2 separate regions of the Sus scrofa genome follow, and region 2 is linked to region 1. A link is a contact called in public HiChIP or PLAC-seq data. All regions are on one chromosome and are shown on one strand. Each heading gives the region's core, a stretch centred on a gene start, on an enhancer-like site or on the middle of the called end of the contact. The rest is flanking DNA. Distances are from core to core; before and after follow the strand shown. Region 1 overlaps GM2A (ganglioside GM2 activator). Region 2 overlaps CCDC69 (coiled-coil domain-containing protein 69).

What was found. HiChIP or PLAC-seq counts read pairs in DNA pulled down with a chosen protein or histone mark.
Region 2: a contact with region 1 is called in an H3K27ac HiChIP or PLAC-seq map of alveolar macrophages, with 4 times the contacts expected there. The contact joins two enhancer-like sites. A contact is called at or near these places in 24 of 47 Hi-C or Micro-C datasets (adipose tissue, alveolar macrophages, blood and 10 more) and 2 of 2 datasets of contacts at active chromatin or transcription factors (alveolar macrophages and skeletal muscle).

The regions. Positions count from the first base shown.
Region 1 is chr16:71,750,517-71,753,408 of Sscrofa11.1, reverse strand. The region is part of intron 1 of GM2A (ganglioside GM2 activator); the gene reads left to right. Among named protein-coding and RNA genes, the nearest start is that of GM2A, 16 kb to the left of the region's middle. Within about 2 kb of position 1,463, at least 2 of the 83 cell types and tissues checked have an H3K27ac peak or open chromatin away from gene starts, as enhancers often do. A contact at or near this core is called in alveolar macrophages, where this site is marked.
Region 2 is chr16:71,816,861-71,819,752 of Sscrofa11.1, reverse strand. It overlaps CCDC69 (coiled-coil domain-containing protein 69), which reads right to left. Exons shown (of 11, transcript XM_021077105.1): 11 at 1-2,325. The coding sequence ends at 2,148. Among named protein-coding and RNA genes, the nearest start is that of ANXA6, 39 kb to the left of the region's middle. Within about 2 kb of position 1,427, at least 13 of the 83 cell types and tissues checked have an H3K27ac peak or open chromatin away from gene starts, as enhancers often do. A contact at or near this core is called in alveolar macrophages, where this site is marked.

The DNA of each region.
Region 1 (2,892 bases), core at 214-2,713:
TCATCCGAGATGACACAACAAGGGGGGCACTTCCCATCCTTTTTGTTTGTTTTTGCGTTTTAGGGCTGCACCCGAGGCCTATGGAGGTTCCCAGGCTAGGAGTCGAATCAGAGCTATAGCTGCTGGCCTACACCACAGCTCACGGCAACGCCGGATCCTTAACCCACTGAGTGAGGCCAGGGATGGAAACTGCAACCTCATGGTCACTAGTCAGATTCATTTCCACTGCGCCACAATGGGAACTCTGCACTTTCCATTCTTATCTGCTATCATCTGGGACTTCTGTGGGCTCATGTGATTCATAACCCTGACCCTGAGATCCTGGGCCAGATGAAGAGAGTGGAGCCATGGTGAGTTGTTTGAGCACCAGGAAACTCTTCTTGCATGAACCGATCTCGTGACCCTGGGCTTTGATGAACTTAGATAATAGGGGAGAATGTCTAGTCCCAGGCTGGACTTAAGGTAGGCGCTTAATAGACTTGCTGATGCTGTCTAATGACTGTCATTTATTGTGTACATCTCTGTGCTAGATCTTGAGCCTTGTGCTCATGAACTTTTCTAGGGAATACTTTTAGACTTACAGAAAAGTTTGCAAAAATAGTACAGAGTTCCCATACACTCCTGACTCTGTTCCCCCTAATGTCAACATCTTATATTCCCGGGGTACATTTGTCAAGACTGAGAAACCAACCTAGGTACATTACCATTAGCAAAACTGCAGATTCCCTTGGATTTTACCGATTTTCCCCATTAATGTCCTCTTTCTGTTCCAGGAGCCAATCCAGGGCACCACATTGCATATGTTGTTCTGTCTCTCCTCTGGTTGGTGACAGTTTCGCAGTCTTGTGTTTTCATGGCCTTGACAGTCTTGAGGAGTTGTGGCCTGTACCTTCTGTACACAGAGTTCTCACTCTGAAGATATAATTATGCACATTTAATAGATGAGGAAATGGAGCCTCCAGAGGAGAAACTGACCCATGTTCTCAGCTGGTGATAGTGGCTGAGGTATGGTTCTAATCCAGATCTGTGATTTGCCTTTTTGTTTGTTTGTTTGTTTTTGTCTTTTTTTTAGGGCTGCATCACTGGCATATGGAGGTTCCCAGGCTAGGGGTCTAATCAGAGTGACAGCTGCCGGCCTACACCACAGCCACAGCAACGCTGGATCCTTAACCCACTGAGCAAGGCCAGGGATCGAACCTGCATCATCATAGATACTAGTCGGGTTCGTTACCCACTGAGCCATGATGGGAACTCCGCAGATCTGTGATTTGAACCCATATTTCTTTCCTCCTCATCTGTGCCTTTTCCCTTTGCCATATGCTGCCACTTCCCACATGTTAGCCTAGGCTGGGATGCCAAATAGCTGGTGCCAGGCCTGGCTTTAGTGGGCATCGCTAGTCCATCATACTTCCTTTTCCAGATGAGTCTGGACACAGCTGCAGAATTCATTGCCACAGAACCCTCTAGTTGGGCAATGGGAAAGCACCTTGTTGAGTCTCTGCAGGGCCTGGGGGAAGGAGGAACTGGGCTCTGGACATCTCCCCCAGCCTGGAATCAATCCGCACTGTGAATCAGGCTGCCTTAGCATCTGAAAGCAGCTCCAGAAAACAGCTAGTTCTCCCACCCACCCTCCAGCCCACTCTTAATCCCAGACCCTCTCATTTGACAGTGGCCGCCCACCTGGTCTCCCTCCTTCTACATGTGACCCTTTGCAGTCCATTCTCAACAATAAACCAGAGCATGGCACTCTCCCGCAAAGGCAGCCCATTGCACTTATAAGAAATCCAGCCTCCCAGTGATGACCTGTGAGGTCTTGCATTAAATGACCCTGCAACTCCTTTAAGCTTGTCTGGGTCCCTTGGCCCCCATGTCGAGCCCACTGCCTTGGAGGGCCCAGAAGAGCTGAGCGTCTTCCCACTGCAGGGCCTTTGCGCCTGTCCCCTCATCCTGACATTTCTGGACTTTCATGGCTGACTCTCATCTTGCTGGAGTCCAGCTTAAATATCACTTCCTCATCACCCTATTTGAGTCCTTTGTTACTCTCAACATAACCCTCTGTCTGTTTCTTTTATGGCACCCAGGGATCATGATGGGTAATATTTTCTTACATTGAACTGAAAGCCCCTCAAGGTAGGGCAGGCACATTTCTAATTATTGACCTCTGTGAACAGCACTTAGCTCTGGGCCTGTAATCATTGCTCCATTAATATTCGTGGAATGCATGTGGAAGGAAATGTTTGTTGGTACCAACCTTGTCTGAGGAGCCTTGGGGAATGCAGCATGAATCAGACCCTGTCCTGCCTTTCTTAGTCATGGCCAGGTATTTCATTTCAAGGAACAAAAGCCCATTCCAAGAGATCAAGTAAAGGGAAGTTTATTCCAGGTATACAAGGAATCTCACGGACCTAATGGCAGAAAGTGGAGGTTGGGATGTCTAATGGCCATCATTTCGGGAGCCAGCTCATGCTCTGTGCCTGGCACTGCGTTAGGAGCTTTATGTACATGCTCTTACCCTCATAATATGTTTGAGAGGAAAGCATAAATGACTCTATTTAAAAGACGCAGAAATGGCTGGAGTTCCCTGGTGGCTTAGTGGGTTAGGGATCCAGCGTTGTCACAGCCATGGCCTGGGTTGCTGCTGTGGCTTAGGTCTGATCTATGGCCCAGGGGCTTCTGCATGCTGTGGGTAAGGCAAAAAAAAAAAAAAAAAAAAAAAAATCCAACAAGATACGGAAACTTCAGCTCCAAAGGGGAAACTGGTGTATAGAATCACATGATATTGTAGTCGAGCTATGATTTCAAGCCACATGTGCTGACTAAAGCCTTGACTTATTCCTTATCTCATTCCATGCCCTTAGCAGCTGCCCCATGCTGCCTATTTAGATGGGGGTG
Region 2 (2,892 bases), core at 178-2,677, 66 kb before region 1:
AGGGCGCCTGGTCACATCCACCACAGGCCACATGGGGGAAACCCCTCTGCCCACACCCTGCCCCTCCTCCAGCCCAGCCCCTCGCAATGAAAACCATGTCTCTTAAAGTGCATTTTGCAGCCTGAAGTGCTCGGGTTGGGGGCAGAAACTTGGTCAAAGATGTTTGGGAGATGCTGGACACTTGGCCTCCTTCTTGGGAATCTGCAGTGAGTGCATGTGAGCACATTAAAGGCTCTGAGAAGTCCTGCAGTTTGCAGAGCTATTTAAGTGGAGTGAACCTAGAGTTTCCCAAATTATTTGGCCACCAATTCTTTTCCTTGCTGTCACCATTAATGTCTAATGAACCAGCCTATCCCAGCCAGGTTTTGGCAAGAGTTACAGGAAGAAGCATGTGTTTCACTCCAGAATGGGCCCCAAGGCGCCTGGCTGACCTGTCTGCCCAGGGCTGGAGAAGCAGAGTCCCATCTGAACCCTTAGAACTAGAAGAGGGTGAAGCCCAGACCCCAGGGAAGGAGGAGGGCAGCTGCGGAAGACAGGAAACCTCAGTTCCAGTGAGTTGACTTTTCCTACCTGCTGGCCCGAGGGCCAGGGGTGGGGGGTGGAGGGTGGGCGGGGGCTCGGGCAAGGTCCATTGGCTCCTCGACCTCAGTTCTTCAGTTGGCTTTCTGCTAAAGCTGGCTAAGAACCTGCTTGAAGGATCTTCAGTGGATTGGGGAGGGGGGGGGGGCGTGTGTGAAAGCATTTAATTAAAATGCTTGTCTCCAAAAGATCCAAAGCTTCCTGAGAAGACTCCTGAATCCACAGATGGGGCTGGACAGGCTTGCGGAGGTTAGTTACCCCAGCACCCAGCCCTTCACACTGACGGGGAGACTGAGGGCTGCGGCGGGGCGGGGGGGGGGGTAGTGGAGAGTGGGCGTGGAGGAGACTGGAAAGGGCTGGGGGCCCGAGAGAAAGGAGGAGAAAGACTAAGTCCCAGATCTCACCTCCCAGAACCTGGGGAGAAAGAAAAAGTACGATAAGGTAGAACCTGGGAGTTCCCGCTGTGGCTCAGCGGTAACAAACCCCAACTGGGATCCATGAGGACGCAGTCTTGATCCCTGGCCTCGCTCAGTGGGTTAAGGATCTGGCGTTGCCATGAGCTGTGGTGTATGTCTCAGACATGGCTCAGATCAGGTGTGGCTGTGGCTGTGGTGTAGGCCGGCAGCTGTAGCTCCGATTTGACCCCTAGCCTGGAAACCTCCACATGCTGCAAGTATGGCCCTAAAAAAAAAAAAAAAAAAAAAAAAAAAGGTAGAGCCTGGGTGACAGATGAAGTCCTAGTCCCCTGGCTCTGTCGGTCCTACTTCTCCCTAGGTTTCCTCATCTGTACACAGGTGAAATTCTGGCTCTGGCTGTTGAGGGCACTTAGAGCCACTAGGTGGCCCCCGTGTCCTGGTGGCACTAAGACTGAGGGAGCCGGAGGGCTGGGGAGTGAGCCTTGCCTGGTCCAGGAGGAGCAGCCCAGCCTGTAAGCCCTGGATGGACCAGACTCTGGGCCCGGGACTCTGTCCCGCGTCCTGCAGTTGGCAGGGCCTCCAGTGCCCCCTCCCAGCTGCTCCCTTTTCCTAGTTTGGTTCACAGGGTGTGGCCCACGTCCTCTCCGGTCCCCTAGTCTGACCTTGAGACAAATCCCCCAGTGGGACAGGGAGGGACTCCAGGGCCATTTCAGTTTCTGCAAATGGTTTAGAGCTGAGAGAAGCCGGGGTAGAGGGGGAACGTTGAGTGGTTGATGAGGCAGCAGCGAAGCTGACAAGTTAGGACCAGGGGGGTGTCGCCTCTTGCTCAGGTGATCAGTGTGGCGTGGCTGCCCCCGGGGGAGCCTCAGATCCACCCCCAACCCCAAGTTGTGCAGGGAGAAAGGGGGAGGGGAGAGGATTCCTCTTGTTTGTTCCCTGCATCAGCTCGAGGGGCAAAGCTGCTCAGGCCTGGGCAGCCCCATGGGTGGTGCTCTGTGGCCCGAGCCCCCAGGCCTCATGGGCACGCAGCCTGGCTCCCCCCTCACTCCTGTCCTTGTCCCTGCCTGGGAAAAGGACCAGAGGTCCCTGCCGTGTTCTCTGCCAAGTCCTGGAGAGAAAGCTGTGACCACAGGCGTCATGGTGGCCCAGGCCCTATGTGGCGAGGAAGGAGACCTCCGTGGGGGTGACAGAGGCCAAGGGGAAGGCGGGGGAGGCGTCGGCCCCCAGGACCCGGTAGAGCAGCTCCTCCTTCTCCTGTTGGAGCTGCCGCCGTAACTGGATCTCCTTCTCCAGGGCCTCGCGGGCAAGGAGCAGGTCCTCTGAGAGCTGCCTGTGGATGCAGACAGGGCCCAGGGTTGCGTGTGGGGAACCGCCTCTTGGGGCCTCTGGCAACTGCAGAGACCAACCCATTCCTCCAGGAAGCCGTTCTCGGATGGGCCACCACCCCATGGCTTGCCTGTCCCCAAGAGCCAAGTCTGTCTGTGGACCAAGGAGTGTGGGCCTCACGGGCAGACAGTTCTGGGCTCGCACCTGCTCCGCCGCTTCCATGTGTAACTTCAGACAAGGCATTCACCCTGGCCCAAATTTTAAATGGGAGGGTAACAGGACTCGGCTCCGAGTAATTATGAGCATTAGAGCGGATAATGTGTAGTCAACAGATTACGTGTGACACACGATCCCAGCTCGCGTTGACTGAGCTCTCACAGCTGGTTCCTTTGTGTGGCTTCTGGAGCGCTAAGCTTCCTGTTCCTTCTTCCTGGACTGGCTTTTCCCATGGAGCCCACTCAGCCAGCATGGGGACACACAGAGCTGCCTCAGCCCTGAGACTTGGGTTTCTGGGCAGAGCTGGGCTCTCGGGACTCTGAGCTCCGGAGGAGGGGAGCCACTTTCCCCAGAG